Regions from separate parts of the Mus musculus genome. Here region 2 is linked to region 1. The links are chromatin contacts, called in public promoter capture Hi-C maps. All regions are on one chromosome and are shown on one strand. The core of a region is the stretch at or near the end of the contact, and the rest is flanking DNA. Distances in the headings are between cores, read along the strand shown.

Region 1 (4,418 bases), core at 1,341-3,840:
GGTGGTTGATCCAGGACCAGCTGGTAAAACTAGGAAGTCCCAGGAGGAGATGGACCGATCACCTCATTTCCCCATGTCCTAGGTGGTCTAGGACAGAGGGAACTATCAGCCTGCCTCAGACCCAGCAGGGGGACAGTGTAAGGGCACCTTGGCAATGCGGCCAGGTTTCTGAGAGTTTGAGGTGACTGTTTTTGGGGTCCCCACGTTCTCAAACTCAACTGGCCTGCTTGCAAGGCAGGGCACCAGCTTTACCTGTGACATTTTAGTCAGAATTCAGGATGCATTGTGGCTGGGAGCAGAGCCTTGGTGGCAGTGGCTTTACAACCTGTGTAAGTCGCTCAGCCATCCGTGGGCTGGTTAGAGCAACAGACGCCGTGTGGAGCACGCCTTGGCTGCTTCCCCCGCTCTTCTCACCTCTCCCTGGGACGGAAATGGAAGGTGGGAGAGAGGTCCAGGGAGAGTCCCTCCTGCAGTCTTCCTTTACGCCTAGGTATTTACTGAGCACCTACTATATGCTAGGAACTACACAGGCCAACTCAAGGCTACAACTAGGTTTGAATCTTGCACTGAGTTAATCTTAGTGGTCCAGTCAGAACACACAGCGCTGCTGTGACCTTCAGTGGACCACTTCTCTTCAAACCCCTGATTCTTATTTTGTACCCAGGTTCAAAGGTTCCTCTCCCGATCCCGTACAGATGGGAAACTGGTAATGAGAACGGACCTGGCTCTAGCTGTAGGTTATGTTTGGAGGCGTCTCACAGAGCCCTCCCTCCAGGTTCTTCCCCTAGGTGCTTAGGCAGCCAGCTGGTCTCCGGCTGAGGCACTGGGGTTGAGAGCCAGCCCCACCTTATGCTGGGCTGCGTCCTGGTGAGACCCTCAGCTAGGCAACTCTATTCATCTGTCATCATTCGTCTGGCCAGGGACATGGGCCACCCTGTGCTCCCAGCAACCCATCCGCGGCCACTGGCTAATGCACAGAGAATCTCTTCATAGAATCGGTCTTACCCAGCCCGGCCCAGTGGCTGTGGGTCAGAGAGAGATTGGATGAGGAAGGGCACAGGACTCTGTAAGTGCATTCTGCCCACCTCCACCACAGTCCCTTCTACCTGGGTGCAAAGGTGCCCACGGGAAATGTGTCCGCACCGAGGAACAGAGCCTCTGTGTCCCCGCTACCATGCTGGATAGACCAACAGGAGGGACGAGGATTCAAAAGCCCTTGTCTGGCCTGACCGTCACTCCAGCAAAGGTCAGTGAGGGCTTGGTGCAGGCCGAAAGGCTGTCGTCAGGGCTGACACAGGGTTTCTGGCTCCCTTAAACAAGAGCGTAGGGAAAATATAGGGGTGCCTCTACAGGGTGACCTGGGGTCCTGGTATTTTTCTCACATTGTGCTTTCTGTTCTCCCCTGATCCCCAGCCTTGGGAGGAGTTGGGGTGTGGGTGTCTCTCATTTCCACATACTTCCTGTCTCATGGCTGAGGCCCAGGTACCCTGGGGCATCTCCATCAGGACAGGTAAGCCCCATCTACCCACCCACGCAGGTCTATCCAGCAGGCAGGTGTTCTGCCTCCCCCAGGACGGGTGGCCCCTTTCTCCTCAAAGCCCAAAGGCTCATTCTGACCATAGCTGTCTACTCTTGAGTATAACCCCCCAGTTGGTGACCTCTCAGGGACAGTGCAAATCAGAGCTGAACTTAAAACTGGGCCTTCTCCACTCTGACGCAGGCCTTCTGATGGCACCAGGGAGAAGGCTGTTCATCAGCTGACTATATACTTTGTGAGGCCCAGGGGCCAATGTCCGAGGTACAGCCTCATCCCTGGCAAGGAAACTCAGTCTGAGGGAGGAAGGCACTGCAAGGGAGTGCTCACCCTGTGGGAGGCAGCAGATAGCATCACAGGTGCTGAACCCAGCTCCACCTCCACCTACTTGGTGCTTAATTGTTTAAGGCCCAGGGCTCTTCTAACAATGGCAGCTGCTGATCCAGTGGGGCAGGAGAAGAGATTGTGTAGGCTCAGGGCTTCCCACAGCACCGGGCCAGCCTGGTCAGGTGCTCGGAGGCTCGCATAAAGAGCATAAAGGCCTTCTACCTGAGACCAAGGGATGGTCAGCTACTCAAGTCAGAGAGCAGGTGGGGACACCTACCCGGAGGGAGTCTGCAGCCAACCTCAGGAAAGAGGCTGTCTCTGAAGGAGCCTTAGGAAGTGTTCTGAGAGGAGGTGGGTACAAGGCCATTACTAGCTCCATCGACACTGGCATCAGATATGGGGACAGAATCTGGGTGTCTCTGAGTTCCTCCTGGCTCTGATATCTTGTGGTCCTGTCAGAACTAGGTGCCTATTGCTGTGGTCCAAGTGTGTAACAACTTAGGTATAATGGCTATAAGAGCAGAAAACACAAGCAAGCAAGCAGAGAAACAAACAAACACTACCTCAAAGTGAGGAGCAAGCTTTCTGAAATCCCTAGGATCCTTTGCTATAGTGGTCTGTAAGGCGCTTAAGGTTGGAGTTTGAGCGCCAGTCTAACTTTGAGATCCTTAGAACCAGTGCCTCATTCCAGATCTGTGTGTATCTTTCGCCACCTGGTGGTAAGACTGAGTATTACAGCCACCTGCATTGGTACTGTCTGTCTATTGTTATTCTCCCAGGAAGCTGGTAATCCCTACTTCAGTTGAGGCAAATGGCTGTATCTCCACCCCCTCCCCACCCCCACCCCAAGGTGTATGTCTATAGAGACACCAGGGGTGGTCCTGGAGACTTTCCTCTGGCCTCCAGAGCTCCTGGATAAAACTCTAAGGATGGGCGCCATCTGGTGGGCACAGGAAGCCTGTTCCAAGAAGCACCCAGAAAAATCTAGGCTTCCTCCCACTAACTATAATCAATCCCTCTGGCTCTCTAGCAGGTAGCCAGCTTACTTGTCACTGGGGCAGAGGTAGAGGTGGAGGTGGGGGTGATCAAGAGTGCATACAGCTGACTTTGTGTCCCACCCAGCCTAGAACTGCCACTGACAGGCTGTGAGCCTGAGAGTCTAACTCAGTGCTGAGGCTCAGACGCTCCCCCCCCCCCCCCCCCCCCCGCCAGCTACATCCAGCCTTTCAAATGGTCTCAAGTGTACCACTGATGTGACAACTAGCAGCCCAGTCCCCACTGTGTGGCTATCACTACCAATTTCAGAATATGTTTACCACTCTTCCTGGAAAGTGTATCACCACTGCATTACGGCTGGTTTGCTTGCATGGATGTCTGTGTACCATTGGGCCCAGATTTAGTGACTGAGAGGGCCTTATCAGGCATACCACCGAGACCAGATCACCCCAAGAGCAATATTTACCTTGGCTTACCATCCGTCATACCCAGTTCTTGCAGTTCATTTGGGAGATGACACCGGGCAGGGAGAGAGGGAGGGAGGCAGCCAGTGTTAGTAGTAACAGCTCTGCAGGAGCCAGCAGCTCAAGCTATAGGCGTGCCTGACTCCAGGGATGCCCAGCACCCCTGTCAGCCCACATACAGCCCACTGGCACACAGCAATTGTGGGGAGTCCCAAAGGCCTGAGTGAGTTAGACATGGGTGATGTACACTGTGCTAAGGGTGACTCACTGGGCTTCTCTCATGTCCTATTCCTGGGAAGCCAACCTCCCCAGCTCTAACCCCAGGGCCCTGTCTTCCTTCTCTTCTCTCCCTTCAGTGCCTCATCGTCTGATTTACCCTCCCTCCCCATCTCTTTCACAGCCACCTTGACATCTTCTTTCCGTCTCACAGCCCCAGAGATAAGGAGTGAGCTCTTTTGAACCTGAGACCCAGTAGGTTCTCTGCAGATACAGTACTGAGTGGAGCATCTAGTTGGTGCTACTGTGAACATTGACCCTACCTAGTGGAGACTGGACTGGCACTGCCTCGGGGCACAAGGTCTGTGCTGCCTGGAAGAGGCAGGGATGCTCAGGGGGGCTGCACTGCTGGTGTCTCAGGTACAGTGGCTGAATAGGAAGCAATCTAACAGCTATCCAGTCCAGGAGGGCTCCTGCCATGGGCCTTGGAGAACCCATGGGGCCCATATACAGGAGAGGCTGTGGTGGGGAGCAGCCTCCTGGGGAGTCTCTAGGGAATGGGGTTAGGCATATCTACCACAGGCATGTCACGGTGAGCCAAGCGCTGTCAGAGACGTGGTTTCGAAGCTACATGGCGGGAACACTTGACCAATGTAGGGCTCCTGTCACTGTTGGGATCGGTAATCGGGACAGCAATGAGGGATTCTTCCCGTCTCCCCACCATTGAGAAGGCAGTGTTTAATGGGGGTGGGAAGGGTGGTTCAATAGCAACTGCCACCATTCCTGCCCCTATCTGGGCTCCAGAACCCGAGGGAAGCAAGTCTGTGGGAGACCTAGAGCTGATAAAACCCAGTCTAATCCTGGAAACTGAGGCATAAAGA
Region 2 (4,418 bases), core at 970-3,469, 580 kb before region 1:
TACTTTCCACATTCTGCTTTGACAGCCTACACCCAAAAGACCTTAATGGCAGCCACCCACTGCTCATCAAAGAAATCAAACAAAATGGTCTTTCATCCAATAATAATAAAACTCTAATCCATCCTGGAGATTATAAGTAGCCTAGTTTGCCTCTTCTCCCGACAAGCATAGCATGCCCAGTGTGAGGAAACCTTATATAATCTTAGTTTAAAAGCAAAAAAAAAAAAAATCTTGTACTGTTAGTTAAATCCCTACACATGATGTGCAAGCAAAACATGGTTTTTAGAGATTTAAATAGACACCATGCCTGTAACACTCGGTGTAACAGCTTTGGTACTATTTTAAACCCAACAGAGTTTTCCTTACTAAAAGCAGATTATTGCATAGAGCATGATTCAACCAACGCACAAAGAAAGAAAAAATCCTATTAAGCAAATGTGGAGCTGCTATTGCTCCAACTCATTGATACAAAACCTGAGTCACAGACACATTTATTGCAACAGCGTTCTGCGCTCTTGCCTGGAAAGTGGTGTTAACGTCAACACTTGATCAGCAGCCTAACGATTTGTTTGCACCCAGGTTCTCCCTGTGCACCTGGCACTTACTGCAGGAATGGAAAAAATATCAAAAAAAAAAAAAAAGAATATGTTAAAGAAACTTTTGTGAACAAAAGAGATGTATTTTTCTGTTGTCGCTTCAAAAAGTATTCTATTAAAGGCAAAGAGAAAACAAAACTCTAGCTCTGACCAATGGGCAGTTGGTATCTTCTACATTGTGGCCAAGTGGGTATTTACAGGGAGATCAACATGAAGTGCTACGAGGAACTGTGACATTCCACCATTCATCTACCTAGAATGTCTGCCACATGCCGCCAAGTGCTCTGGGCTCTGCAGGTCATCAGCTTGTCCTGCAGACAACAAGTTTTCCAGGGAGGAAAACATGGAGAATGAAGAACAATGAACTGAGAAGAGGACAGTGAGAACCAGAGAAAACACAAAGCAAAGCAAAAGAATGAGGAATAAAAATGAGAGCAAGCAGAACCAAGAAGCGAAGATGGGAAGTGAAGAGTCATGAAAGAGACCAGGTAGTGGGGAGCGGTGATGTGACCACAGTCTCCCGGGACACTGAGTGATGGCAACTGGGAGCAGGGACAGTGTGGGGGGATAAGGAACGATGGGGGTGGAGCTTACAAAGGCAGAGTTGAGGTGGAGGAGATGGAATGGTGAGGAGATGCAAAGGCAGAGAGAGGACAAGAAGCAATTGGGCGGGGCACGGTTGTGCTAGGAGATGTTGGGACCGGGGCTGGTTTCATGGGTGTGGGCCCAGTCACTCACTCAAGACTTAGTACTCAGAAGACTTCTACCTTGGTTAAATTCTCTGCTGTCACAGCTTAAAAGTCTTAGTAATTTTAAAAAGCTTTTCATTTTACTCTGGAACTCACAGATTATACAGCTGATACTGGCTGGAAATGGTATATAATAGGTAAGGTGCGGGTGCACTCTGATAGATCGGTGAAGAATTTAAGTAAGACCAAGATAAATGAGAACTCTGCATGTCAAGTGATGGCAAGGATGTAGGGCTGTCGAGGTTATAGATGAGAGGGCTAATGGACAGACAGGTTACTGAAGGATGCAGAAGTCAGCCCTCATCAGTGCAGCTGAAGATGAAGTGTCCAGTAACACAGGCGAGAGACGGGGCTGCGGGATGTTAACACGGGGTCAATGAGAGCACAGGGCAATGACAATGAGCTGGAGGGCCGTGATGAAAGTGTGACAGCTGGTGATCATGTGTTAGGGGATCAGGGCGCGACAGGTGGAGAGGTTAATGAGGAAAGTAACAATGAGACATTTTCAATAACATCTCTGCTGCGGTATCAGTAATCGCCCGCAGTTCAGACTGCCAGTCACGGTCTGCGAATTCATGAAGAGAGGAGAGGTGGGACAGAGCCACGAGAGAAAAAGCGTGAGGATGCATATAGCAGGGGTGCTTGTGAAGGAGGATCAGAATTAGTGAGTGTAACAAAGGATGAGTTCCAGTAGGAAAGAGATGACAGGAAGAGAACCAAGGAGAAAAAGAGGGGCTCTGACTCCTGACCTCCGTCATCCTGACGCTGTTTGGAGGCGGCCTCAAAGGCTGCCGAGGAGATCAGAAAACTGGGCTGGAGTCTGGAGAAGGGGCTGTGCACTGCCCCCAGTGTCTAAAAGGGCGACACGTTTTTCTGATCGCCAGCCCGGGCGCCGAAATCCGGCGCTCGGTGCGTCTTCGGTCGCCTGGCAACCGCCACGCCCCCTGCCGCTGAGGCAAAGCACAGGTTCGAAAGGGGCGGAGCCCCGTAGGTCGGTACCCGGCAGTGGTCCGCAGAGAAATATGCAAATATATCCTGAAGGGGATGGAGCCAAGGAACCGTGCCCCTGAGAGGCATAGCAGAATCCCCAGACTCAAGAAACCAGTGCACTGTGAATGCATAGAGCTGGGATGGATAATCAGTCTTGTTCGTGAAATGTGGTTTTCTTTCTCTTTATCGCTAGCCCTATTTCCCAACCCTCAAATTCAGCCACAAAGATTGTTAATAAGTGCTTGTGTGCTCAGATATGTATTTTTAAAAAAAATCAATCCCATTTTCTCGTGTGTTTTTATTAGTTTGCTAATGAACGTTAGAAATATGTTCTTTTCTCACTGGGCAGCGTTCTTTTCTAGGGCCTAATTTTATTGCACTGGTGTCCGTTGCTTCAGACTTCTGCTTGGCATTTCAAATTGAAGACCCGACACATGTCATTTCCTTCCTCAAATGTTGAATAACAAGGCTGCCTCCAATTCACCAATCACCACCATAGCCATTGTTGACTGGTGTGCATTTTACGGACCTATATATAAATTCCCCTGTAGGAGATATTGATGAGCGAGGTTGTGCATAGGGGAATCCTAGGGGACATCATATTAGAACACGCATGTGTGTTCTGCAAAAGAAATCTCACCGAAGGGCCACTGGGGCTAAGACAACCTCTCCTCTCCTTTTCCATGTCCCTATTGTAAGATGTATTCTTCCACTTCACCCACTACACATAGGCAAAAGCTCTGTTCCGTAGCAACTCGTGAACCTAAGACGCAGTGACCACGTGACTATCCGAAGCGTGTACCTTTTCCTGCCTAAAAGTGGACTCTGCTTTCCAACAGCAAAGGTGCAATCCCTTAATGGCACTGCCCTATATATGTTGTACCACAGCGAATGTCCCAGGTTCTGCACCCATCCGGCGTTTACTGAGCATCAAGCAAGGGCTAGACAAACATTAGTTCATCTAATTAGGCAATTTTCAAATTCTGTCAATGGGCTGGAAGAAGCAGAGGCACATTTTGCTTTTACTTTCGCTTCCTCCACTGAAGAAATTGAGCATTTTTCTTCCTATGAACACGAGCTGCTCTGGGCCTCCCTTCTGTGAGCTTCCCTGTTCATAACCTTTGCCAACATTTTTATCCCTGTAAATATTTATTGAAATTTCAAAGAATAAAAATAATAAAATGACATAGGAAAATTTTACTTTTCTTTATTTGGACGTTTCAATAACATTCCTTTGGGGAATGCTTAAGTAGGTCTTTTTAATTTTTATAGTAATACATACATATTTTTATAGTAATATTTAGAAATCTATGCCAATCAAGAGGGTAAAAACTCCTTTTCATGTCACCTTTTTGACTTGTAAAACTTCTCCATTTGCAGCTGCTTAAAAGGGTCTGCTACTTTGGCTCTGTGGCTGGTGAGATAGTTCAGTGTGTAAAGGCACTTGCTGCCAAACCAGATAACCTAGGAATAGTCTTCAAAATCCCATTGAGTTGAAAGGGAGAACTCACTCCCTACATTGCCCTCTGACCTCCTCCACATGTCTGTATTTTCCAGCTAACACACCCACGAGCGCCACACACACACACACACACACACACACACACACACACAATGTTAAACCATAGTATTTTGTTCTTCTAGTTAGTCTTGAAAAGGACCATTGAGTTGGGTTGGAGAGGTGGCTCAGGTTAACAGCACTGGCTGCTCTTCCAGAAGATTTGGGTTCTATTCCCAGCATCCACACGGTGTCTCCCAAGCATCTGTAACTCCAGTTCCAGGGATCTGGTACCTCTGGTCCTTGAGGGTAGCAGGAATGTACACAGTGCACAGGCATACACGTGGGTAAACACCCACACACATAAGATAATTTTTTTAAAAGACCAGAAGCAGTGTACACGTGGTACACATACATATATACACAGGCAAGACAATCAGACACGGAAACTTTTAACAGGTTTTAAAGATGCTGGAGAGGGGCGTGGAGAACGGAGGAACACATCTATAATCACTGCACTTTCAAGAGACTGGGGCAGAAGTATTGGGAGTTTGAGACCCATCTAGATTACAGAGTGGGAAGGGA

What was found. Promoter capture Hi-C pulls out the DNA fragments that hold promoters and counts their contacts.
Region 2: a promoter capture Hi-C map of hippocampal neurons shows a contact between it and region 1, with 5 times the contacts expected there. The contact joins the promoter of Cfap58 here to the enhancer-like site in region 1. A contact is called at or near these places in 14 of 39 promoter capture datasets (the 3T3-L1 cell line, 3T3-L1-derived adipocytes, the C10 cell line and 10 more), 17 of 484 Hi-C or Micro-C datasets (B cells, cardiomyocytes, cerebellum and 10 more), 1 of 115 datasets of contacts at active chromatin or transcription factors (embryonic limb bud) and 2 of 9 other capture datasets (embryonic stem cells and liver).

The regions. Positions count from the first base shown.
Region 1 is chr19:47,354,918-47,359,335 of GRCm38.p6, reverse strand. The region is part of intron 5 of Sh3pxd2a (SH3 and PX domains 2A); the gene reads left to right. Among named protein-coding and RNA genes, the nearest start is that of Gm29834, 70 kb to the right of the region's middle. Within about 2 kb of position 2,590, at least 40 of the 459 cell types and tissues checked have an H3K27ac peak or open chromatin away from gene starts, as enhancers often do. A contact at or near this core is called in B cells and hippocampal neurons, where this site is marked.
Region 2 is chr19:47,935,513-47,939,930 of GRCm38.p6, reverse strand. It overlaps Cfap58 (cilia and flagella associated protein 58), which reads right to left and starts at 2,219. Exons shown (of 18, transcript NM_001163267.1): 1 at 2,095-2,219. The coding sequence starts at 2,103.